Linked DNA regions of Gasterosteus aculeatus: region 2 is linked to region 1. Evidence: chromatin contacts called from public Hi-C data. All regions are on one chromosome and are shown on one strand. The core of a region is the stretch at or near the end of the contact, and the rest is flanking DNA. Distances in the headings are between cores, read along the strand shown.

What was found. Hi-C and Micro-C count contacts between places; a contact is called where the count stands out from the background.
Region 2: a contact with region 1 is called in a Hi-C map of whole body, with 8 times the contacts expected there. The contact joins the enhancer-like site here to the promoter of fsta in region 1. A contact is called at or near these places in 4 of 6 Hi-C or Micro-C datasets (liver, skeletal muscle and whole body).

The regions. Positions count from the first base shown.
Region 1 is chr13:3,596,491-3,601,447 of fGasAcu3.hap1.1, reverse strand. It overlaps fsta (follistatin a), which reads right to left and starts at 2,620. Exons shown (of 6, transcript XM_040195889.2): 1 at 2,392-2,620; 2 at 1,111-1,302; 3 at 740-958; 4 at 437-661. The coding sequence starts at 2,482. itga2.2 (integrin, alpha 2 (CD49B, alpha 2 subunit of VLA-2 receptor), tandem duplicate 2) reads right to left here. Exons shown (of 31, transcript XM_040196378.2): 31 at 4,186-4,957.
Region 2 is chr13:3,695,029-3,700,257 of fGasAcu3.hap1.1, reverse strand. All of the region lies in intron 1 of arl15a (ADP-ribosylation factor-like 15a), which reads left to right. Among protein-coding and RNA genes, the nearest start is that of arl15a, 17 kb to the left of the region's middle. Within about 2 kb of position 3,362, at least 1 of the 9 cell types and tissues checked has open chromatin away from gene starts, as enhancers often do.

The DNA.
Region 1 (4,957 bases), core at 1,371-3,870:
GAGAGAGAGAGAGAGAGAGGAGGGGGGGGGGGGGTCTTTTTGATTATCATGCGTTTTTTGGACAGCTGAAGTCGGAATAAAAAATGAATCCAATTTATAAAATGTTGTTTGCATTCAAATATGAACTCGAAGCCTGTCTCCGTGGCCCCAGCACTCCCCCCCCCCCCCCCCCCCCTACGCCCCTCTCTCCAATACGGGAAAGTGCTGCCAACATCAGGAAATAATATGATTCTATTATTTTTTGAGCAAAGACAAACTACCAAACACTCACACACTCTCTCTCTCTCTCTCTCTCTCTAGACCCCCCTCCTCGATGGAATGTTGGCATAAAACACTGACTGCAGAGCTGAAGCAAAGGCACTCAAAACAACATTCAAAGTCAGTGGCTGGAGGCGCGCCACCGACAGCCTCGCGCTCTCGCGTGCCCGCGACTTACTGATGCATTTCCCTTCGTACGCCACTCCGATGGACCTGCCGAGGAGACAGGTCGCTCGTCTCAGGTGACACGCGCTGGCGTACACGATCCCGTCGTTTCCGCACAGGTACTGCTCCGGCGACGTCACCTCGGGGCAAATCCGATTACACGTCACGCAGTACGCGTTGTTCGTCTGGTCCACGACGCACGTGGAGCTGCCGGGGCACAAGACGTCGCGGCACGTTTCTGTCGGGACAAACCACAAGTCTAGACGTGGCACAAATCACGAGGAGCGGGGCGGGATCGCACGTAGCGTGCACTTACTCTTGCACTTTCCCTGGTACTGCACGTCCAGGTCCGGGTGGCCTTTGCATTTCGCTTTGAGCAGTGCGCATTCGTCTTTGTAGGTCTTTCCGTCTGAGCCGCAGACCGGTCCTTTCCAGGTGATGTTGGTGCAGTCCGGTGCGCACACGCAGCGGGGCTTGCTCCTTCTGTTCATCTTGCATCTCTTCCCGGGCCCGCAGTCAACGTTATCGCAGGATTCTAAAATGAAAACAAAAGAAAGGAAAAGTTAGGTGACTGTTGGGCGACACGCGCGGGAGAGCGCGCGGCTCGGCGCTCTGGGGATTTTGTGTCACGAAACGACTTGTGTTGTGTGTTACGAAGATAACGAAGGGAAAGGAGTGCACCTCCACCTTTGCAAGGTATGCAATTGGGAGCTCCGCCATTGAAGATCATCCACCTAAAGAGCGTGCTGTTGGGGACGTCCTCTTCGGTCCAGGATGTCCCCAGCCTCCCGCTGCGACAGCACTCCTCCCTGCTCATCCCGGACATGTAGAGCACCTGGCACCTCCCGTTCTTCCCCTGCTGCAGCCAGCAGTTCCCGGCTAAAAAAAAAACAGAAGAAAGAGAAACGCACGTCTGAAACCGCTGAGCCAGACGGGCTAGACACACACGCAGCCCGTTTTTATCAAAGCCCCCCCCCCCCCCCCCCTCTCGCGCTTTATTTTGTCATTTTTTTCCTGCGAGACAGTTAACACTTTCCTTTCCCATCTGTGAGTGACAGCCATTACAATGCAACCACAAATATACAAAAAAGTGAGAATAATCTATGCCGGAGGGGGGGGGGGGGGGGTCCTTTATTCCCAGAGCCTCCTTGTTATTGCCGTCTCCAACGCCTCCGAACAATATCCCAGACACGCATACGCGCCAGACGCCGCCTTCTCCGCAACGAGCCAAGGTACAGATCATTCAAATATTAGAATAACGCAGTATTTATCCCGTTTCTCGTGGTGCAAAAATGATCCTTCGATACAGACAACAGCAGGATGTCTGAGCAGAAACACACGCGCACACGTACACGCATGCCAGGACGCGTACACGAGCTGGTGCACTGCTTACATCGAGGAAAGATTAGATATATATTGAACCACAAGCTCCAGAACGAAATGATAGGCGCAAGAGTCTCCATTTGGTGTCCTAAAGATGTGAAGCTGCGCAACGCACGCAAACGCACGCCAGGTCGGGTGGATTTGTACGGGGGAGGGAAAAGGCTTCTAACGCCATCTAAAAACTCGTGTGGATGTTTCTAAAGTTTCTTTCGAGGGTTTGAAGACACGGTGCGGCTCTTAAAGTATCCCAAAAGGCTCAGGTGGGTAACACGCAGAGCTCGCGCCGCCACCAGCGCGGCGCGCCGCTTCCAAGTGTGTGCCGCGTAACTGGCCTGTAATCCCACTTCCAAGTGTCCCGTATGGCACCTGTTTTATGGGCGCTATACGCGCGCACGCACCGTCGGATGCAGAGTTTTTTTCCTCAGCGGGTAGAGGGGACAGAATGATAAGGAAAGTCACTTTGAGAAGTTTCCCGGTTGCAGCAAGTATCCTCCGACACTCGGACGCGTTTTACGTCGGAAGTTTATCCTTCGTTTTTTTAAACGTACAAATAAAATAAAAAAAAAACAGTTGAAGAGATCTTACCTTGCACTTTTTGATGTTCCATAAGGTGACAAAGCCATATGAACAAGAGTAAAAAACCCGGGTGAAGGTGGTGTTTCAGCATCCTGGACATGATGGAGAAGCGATGTGAGCTACGTATTTGAAACAGGCAGCGCAAAAAAGTAATCTGCTTAAGGTGGCAGTGTTGAATAAGTGTCAGTCTGAGAATGCAGCCTCTCTTTTTAAATCTATAAGGGGTCTCGGGTTGACCGTCTCTGGTGGGCGGTCTCCTCTTCTCATGGGGGTGGGGAGATTTTCTTTCCTCTGTTTTTTTCTTTGCCAAAGTTCTTTCAATCCCAATCAGGTGACATAGTTACGAGCAACTTTCTCGTTGCCACAATAATTGGAGGATATTGGCGGATATTGAAGGCTCTAATTTGTAGTAAACATGCGGCACGCGAATTACGCATCTTTTGCGGTGAAACAAAAGCGCAAACGCAGCAGGTCAGACACACTGTGTCTGTTGGTATGGGTTTGTGTTTCGGTGGGAAATACAATTATTAACGTTTTATTTCTCAATATGTAGGTTTTGGTTTTTCATCATCTATATATGAGTGCATCTCGTGCAGCATACGCCTTCAAAGCTGTAAAATACCAAACTCATGAATATGAATATTAATGATAATAATAGTAATAATAATCGAAATAATGTTATTCATTTAATAATAGTGCTGATGAAGGTCATTTTCACTCATATATCAGGGACTTTTTCACTGTATGATTACAGGCCGACAGCCAAGATATCCGGACATACCGTCAGTCCTTCAAATTAAAATGTTGGTAACTGATATTTCTTTTCCACCAACTGCAGACAAAAGTGTAAATCTTTTGCTAAGAGCTGCCTTCGGGGTACACATCCGCGGCCCAGACAATAATAGAATTCCCAACAGCCCCGCAGCTTCTCGGCTAATATTAGAACAGACAGTTGTTTGGGTTTCTCTCCCGGGTCAAGCTTTTAAATATAATCAAACCTGTTTCCGAAGAGGCTTCAGACGGACGAGCGGGGTGTTGCGTTTCATTGAATGAAACACGGCCACGCACGCGCGCGCGCGCACACACACACACCCTCACACGCGCACGCGTCCACTCACACGCCCCCCCCCACAAACTCACACTGGGCTCCGCTCACTGACGCACAGGCTGAACTCCGTCAGAAGTCCTCGCGCGACCTCTTCTGCGGAACTGTAGTCACAGCTCCGCAGAGCAACGCGTGAATGAGACACCGGGAAGAAGACACTGTAACCCCCCCAGCACAGCCCCCCCCCCCCACGCCAAATACCATGTATCTGGTTGATCTACAAACTAGTAGAATATGCAGCTCTATTAACCCTCTTTTGACAGTCTCTTCATTTCTCTTGTTTGAGATGCATCCATCCACAATACAAACAATTATAATTCAAAATAATGTAAATGTCCTCTCTGGCTTCCTTCGATTATGTTGTTGCGAATCTTTGCACATTCCTGCTGACTACATATTTAACAGTCAATAAAATGATCTGTCAGAGGGGAACATATTCTCCTCATATTCCACTCAACCAAGCAGAGGGAATATTTGGAACATGAACACTACGAGTACCCGAAAGCTATATGAATACACCGGTCTCAGATTTACAGGATCTGAGTCTTTTTTAGAGTCGGAGCTTCCAGAAAACACGCGTGTTCATCAAAGAAAGAAAAGAAAAAGACCCCAGTGATAGTTAAAAAGAACACAATGAAACCCTTGAGGATCACATTCAAAGTCCCGTTAAAAGGTCATTGAAATACATTATCAAATCATTTGCTAGGACATCTTTTTTTTTTTATTGCAACATTGCAGGAATGGGAGAGCAATCATCTCATTGTGCCACGGGTCAAGTTTGGTTGGCTGAATCTGACAATCATCTTCAGGGAAAATCCCAGAGATGAAAGGTCATTTCACCACCTGTATCACATTTCATCAACTATGGAATGAAGTCGAGCCCATGCAGGCTTTCCCAGATCAGAAATATGCTCCATATTAGACAGGCCATATTTCCATCGTGCATTGTGGAAAGACGCTGCTGGGTGCTGGAGGGGCCTGTTTTAAACAAGGGGGAATGAATTTGAAGTTTAAAGGGGAACTTGAACAGCACTTGTGTTTCCTGCATGGGAGGGGGGTCCGAGAACGGTTCTTCTCTGCAGGGATGAGGTTCCAGTGAGAAAGAGGGGGGGCAGGATAAACACAACCTCAAATGGGTCTTAAGTTTTTACTTGATATTACGGAGGGTTCGATCGTCACAGAATTACAGGTCATCTGTATATTGCTGCCACCTTGTGGCGAAGCTCCGCCAATACACTTACATACATACATTAGACACTACATTACATAAACGTTCGAGGAGCCGAGGCGCGTTAATAACCCTTTGCCCTGATAGTGATAAATCATTTTGAAGATGGAACAAAGTCTTCAATCAGCTTATTAACAGGAAATATTGTATCTTCAAAGATTGTGACAATTGTATTGGGTTTGATAAATTAAAAAAAAGCCTAAATATTTGCTTGTTCAAACTTTCTTTGTCTTACAAGGCAG
Region 2 (5,229 bases), core at 2,113-4,612, 98 kb before region 1:
GAGGAGAAAATCTGGTCTGGGACCTTTCTCCACTTTGCCAGAAAAGCCTGGTAACGTGGAAGGTTTAGGGATCAATCAGCAGACTTATCAGGGACGGCCAATTAATATCACAAATAATATTTAGGTATTAGAATTGCATCGACAATTTCAGAGCCATTTGTATTAGACACAACAGTATGACAGTTAGGACCACAACTAACAATTATTGTCATCATCATTTCATTGTGACGCGTTACAGGACTTTGTTTTGTTTTGACCATAGTTGTTAGTTGGTCAAAACAAAACGAAGAACAGAAAAGCGAAATTAGATAATGGAGAAAGTGGAATTAGGACTGGGTAATGTATCAATATTAGAATTGGATGCCTTTTTGGATTTTGAATACCATGCTATTTTTATATGGTAAAGGGGTTAGTTTTTCTGGTTTTAGAGGCGGGTTTAATAATCTTGAGAAACAAGCAAGAGTAAACACGATACCAAAAAAATTCCAATGGAAGTATAGCAGCATTGGCACTAAAAGTCGCTAAATTTAGCAAGAATGAATCTATGTTGGCAACACTGACTGTCCCAAAATGATTAAAGTGAACATAAACATGGCTATCGTTAGTCCTCACACACGTTAAGCTAGCAGCTAACATACACTGACGAGCAACAGGTGCCCATTATTTTATTGTTTGGAGTTATGGTTTGGTTATAGCATTTGATTCATCGATTTAAAGAACTTGAGAGATTAGCACTGCCTTTAAAAGGCATGGTTCTATTATGGTATATTGCTCAGTATATCCGCATTCCTGGTGATTATTTATTTAAAATCTCATTGGGTTTACATCTTGAAAAGCACCAATGGTGAAAATCTTACAATATTGCAATATCAATTTGGTCAAAAATATGGAGATATTTTATTTCCTGCAGATGGTCCCGCGCTAGTTATTACAATGGACTAGACCATATTTAGTATGGCATAATACAATTATCCATTATATGTTCAGTAGGGCTGCAACAACGATGAAATCGATAACATTCTATTATTAAAAGCGTTGACAACAAATTTCATTATCGATCCGTTATGTCGCGCGATTATTACGTCACTCAATGAGTTGCAGAGATGCGCGAGGAGCAAAAAATAAAAATAAAAGCGCCGAGCCGACGTAGAGGAAGAGCAGCCAGTCGTCCAAGGTGTGCGAGCATGGGGGGCGTTTTTATTGACTCGCCTCTTTTGGACGATTCATGTTTCAATCCGTTTTCTTGTAAATATTTTATCTCATATCGGTTATTGTTGACATGTCTATTTGTGTGTGTCATACTAGGGTAGTTGATTTTATTCCTGTAAAGGGAGACACACGGTGATCCATTAAATCAGGGCGGCTAACTAAGAAGCCTCTAATGCATTTATTTACAAATGCCATTTCAAATTCATCTCATAGCACGTGGTTGTTTTTTAGCTGTACTTAGAAGGGGTGTATACATTTACTTAACTAGCACTACAATGATGGTAATAATTTAATGAATACGCTTCAAGTGAACATGGGGTGTGCTGAGTGAGTATAGAGAACAAGTTCTGATGTTAAAACAAATCCTGTTAAATTTTCTGATTTGTATTTTTCTTTATTTTTTATGAATTATTAAGTTCAAGGAGCAACCAGTACATTTTGGAGTATTTTTGCAATGTGAATTTGCAGTTCTGTTTCAGAATAAAGGGTTGGAAATTAAAGTTTTCAGTGATTTAATCAAAGAAAAACTGGCCCAAGGAATTTGAACATAATTTGAATTAAATAGTTGAATGACTAAGGAAAATATCATTAACAGGAATGGGATTAAAAAAAAGACCAATTACTGCTGCTTTTATAGAAATTTTGTTGGTGAAAGGAACGAGGCCCTTTGGCTCGGGACCGCTTCAAGCAACGACTCCTGAGTACAATGTGTTGTGGATAAGCATATTAGGAGCAGCATTTTGGGCCCCGGGCTCGGTAGGGAGACGGGTCCCCGTCCTGTCGCGGGGACAAAGACTATTGTGTAAAAGGAGAGAAGCTTCTTGTTGTCTCACAGTAAAGCCTCCGGTCAGAGGTTTTCACATTCAATGGCGTTGTGAGGGCTGGGTCTGAAGCCAGGGGCCAGAAAAGTTATAGAACCTTGATCTGGAATTAAACCGCATTGACATATTTGTTTAATATTTATATACTGACGAGGGCCGGGGGGTTCGTTGTTTTTTTTCTTTCTCAATCATACATATATATATAATAATTTGCCCCACAGGGATCAGTAAAGGATACTTACTTGCTTTCATGTGTTTTGGATGTTCTAACCACACATGGTGCTCCTCAGTTAAAGGAGAGAGCATTCTCTGTACCAATCGGGCAGGAGCAGGTCACTCCACCGTCGTCACAAGTGGGATCATAGAATACTACTTCTACAGATTTAACTCTTCACCGAGAACCCCGCTGCTCGTTGTCTGCTATGTTCTATCTTGTTTAGACCTTGGTTTGTCCTCAGTCCTAGTTTCCATTGTGTCTGAGACAATAACGTTAGAGACGTGAACAGTTTCATATTACATGACATATTTAGAGATATGGCTGAGTCCCTTTGTCCTTAGTTACCTATTAAATACCTCCCTCTGATGTAACGTTTTATCCAAAAAGGGTCTTCCTTGGGTCGGTCCCAGCCACATGAAAGAGAACTTGTCTTCTCCTCTGGTACATACTGTTGTCATAAAGCGTGATTATTTAGATTCACACCGTTTGAATATTGACAGTTTGACTCCAACAAGAGAAGCTGTAGTTTTGATTAGAATTAGAGACACACTTCCTGCTCCCTGCTAGCTAACCTTCTTCAATGGGGGTCATGTAGAGGCCACCATCATCATCATCTTAGACCACCCATCATTAATGAATGTATCAAATCCTCTAATAAATAAGTATCCAAGTACCATATAAAAGTATACTGCAATAAAACTACTACAAGTAAGTTCTACTCCATAAGCAAATGAGTTTAGTATTTTCGTCCCCATTACTAGCAATTTCACAGTTCAGCACAATTTTAAAGATATACATTTTGAAGTTACATTAATGTTACCCCTTTAAACTGATTTGTATCCCTAAGACAAGCTGTACTTTTTTCAGAAACAGACCTGTTTAAGGAATTGCACAGGGTGACGTGAAATAAAACCAGTAATTCTGGCTTTAGCTAACTTCCGGTAAAGTGCAGTGGAACCATGGTGGAACAATCATGGTAGAACCCCTGCTAAAAGTCAAAGGATGAGTTACCACTCCTCCTCTACCCATGCAGCCCAATGAGGTCCCAACATCTGTTGACATAGGACAAATTCCGAAAACACCACTGGAGCATCGAACCGGTCTGAACCGTCCATCCCTGAACAGTGAGGTGGAAGTGAGGAGAGGATGGTGTTCAGACGGCCTGTTGTGTCTGAAGGGTCATGGCGCCCTCTGTTGTTCATGAACAGACACGGTTTTGATAAATAACTGCAGCACCACTTAAATAGAGTTGGTTTTTTTTGTGAATTTTCAGTCCATTCCAGTTTCATTGCATTTTGACACTAATGCTTTTATATCAAATGCCTGTTTAAAACGTTAACCCACTGAGCGCCAAGACCCTCCGGAGGAATGGAGAAGTATTCTTTTGTCTCTAAACATTCCCCCAAACCACGGCTGTTTATTAAAGCCATGAACCTAAATTTATACTACGTGACTTTTTCCTTAAATGTACGGTTTACTCTAAACAGACACTGGAACGAAAATTAGATTCTGAGGGCCTCAGTGCCTGTAAGCCATGGTTGATTCACCTGAGATCAAATGCAGTGAACTTCCAGGCTGCAGGAGAAAACGGGACCGCAGGGATGTTTGGCCAGAACTGCTTGGAAATGATGATTCACCATATTAAACCTTTTCAATAAAGTTTTATACAGATTATTGATACTTTGCATTTGATTATCATTTGATAGATCCTGTATATTGTAGATTTCTTTTTATTGATCTATCATTTGCTCCGTACTGAAGCTGAGTGTGTACTTAATGATGAACGTGTTGCAGCGTGTCTCAATTGAACCAGATTGTGTATTCGGCAAAGCTAACGTGGATGTGTCAAATGGATTACATCAGCAGAAGAGAGAAAAGGGACCAAGTCAAACTTTTAGACAAAGCTGATCTCGTTTTTTGCCGTCATCGACTAGTTGCTGCCAATCGGGAGGCATATTAGCAGAAAATCTGCTAGTGGTCTACGAGTATGAGGATTATTTATTTTGCCACCATTCAAAAAATAATATCAATCGCTCTGAAGTCTAATTGTAACTGATTTATTGTCCTGACAAGTAGGCCACGCCCCACTTTGGTACTCGATCATTGCAGCATCCTCTTTTTGTGTTTCCACTCTGAATCAATGATTGTTTCATCATCCACTGATCCATCAAATATTGTACGACTAATTTAGTCTAAAAGGCTTACAAAGGAGGCCAAAAAGTGATGTCAAATCCTACATCAAGGTGTCCAGTTTTGAAGAAAACCCCAAACTGCTTAACATTCGAAAAGACTGGCACGGCAGAGCTATTTCAAATAATACATATTCTTCAGTAAACACAGGTGTCTTCAATTGCTCTGGTAGCAAAATATTCAGTGCCTAAAGTTCCCCTGTGCGTCCTCTGGGTGGAGCCGTGCCATCACCGATGAGCTCCTCCCGAAGTAATATGTCATGTGGGTGAACCCCAACAGCACACGGCACATAAGTCCAGCCTTTTGGGAGGACGGATGCAATGGCGCGCAGGAGAAATCCCACCCTGTTGCGCGTCAGGGATCAGTCGCTGTGTGCCGACCCAGTGAAGAAGAGTCCTGTGTTTGATTTAAAGAGCCATCAGAAGGTCGGTTGTAGCAGCTGTGGGCCGTGGAGCTGGCTGACTGACAGCTGTGAAGACTTTTGGTGGTATTTGAGGCGATGTGAAATAGCTCGCAAAAAAAAAGAAGGAAGAAGCCACATCAAACATGCAAAAACATGTTGTCCGGGGGTTTCCTCCAGTGTCACTGAGCGGGATCCTTTCCACTCTTCTGCAGCAGTAGTGAAAGGGGAATCAATCAAATAGAACGCAACGTGTTGTCGATGATAAGCAGCTGGAAAGAGATTCTATAACATATCCCCTAGTCTCCTTTAAGACTACTTTAAGAGCCCCTTTATTTACTTTTGTTGTTTATTTAGATGTCAGACCTGCTTTCCATAAAAAATCCCAACAC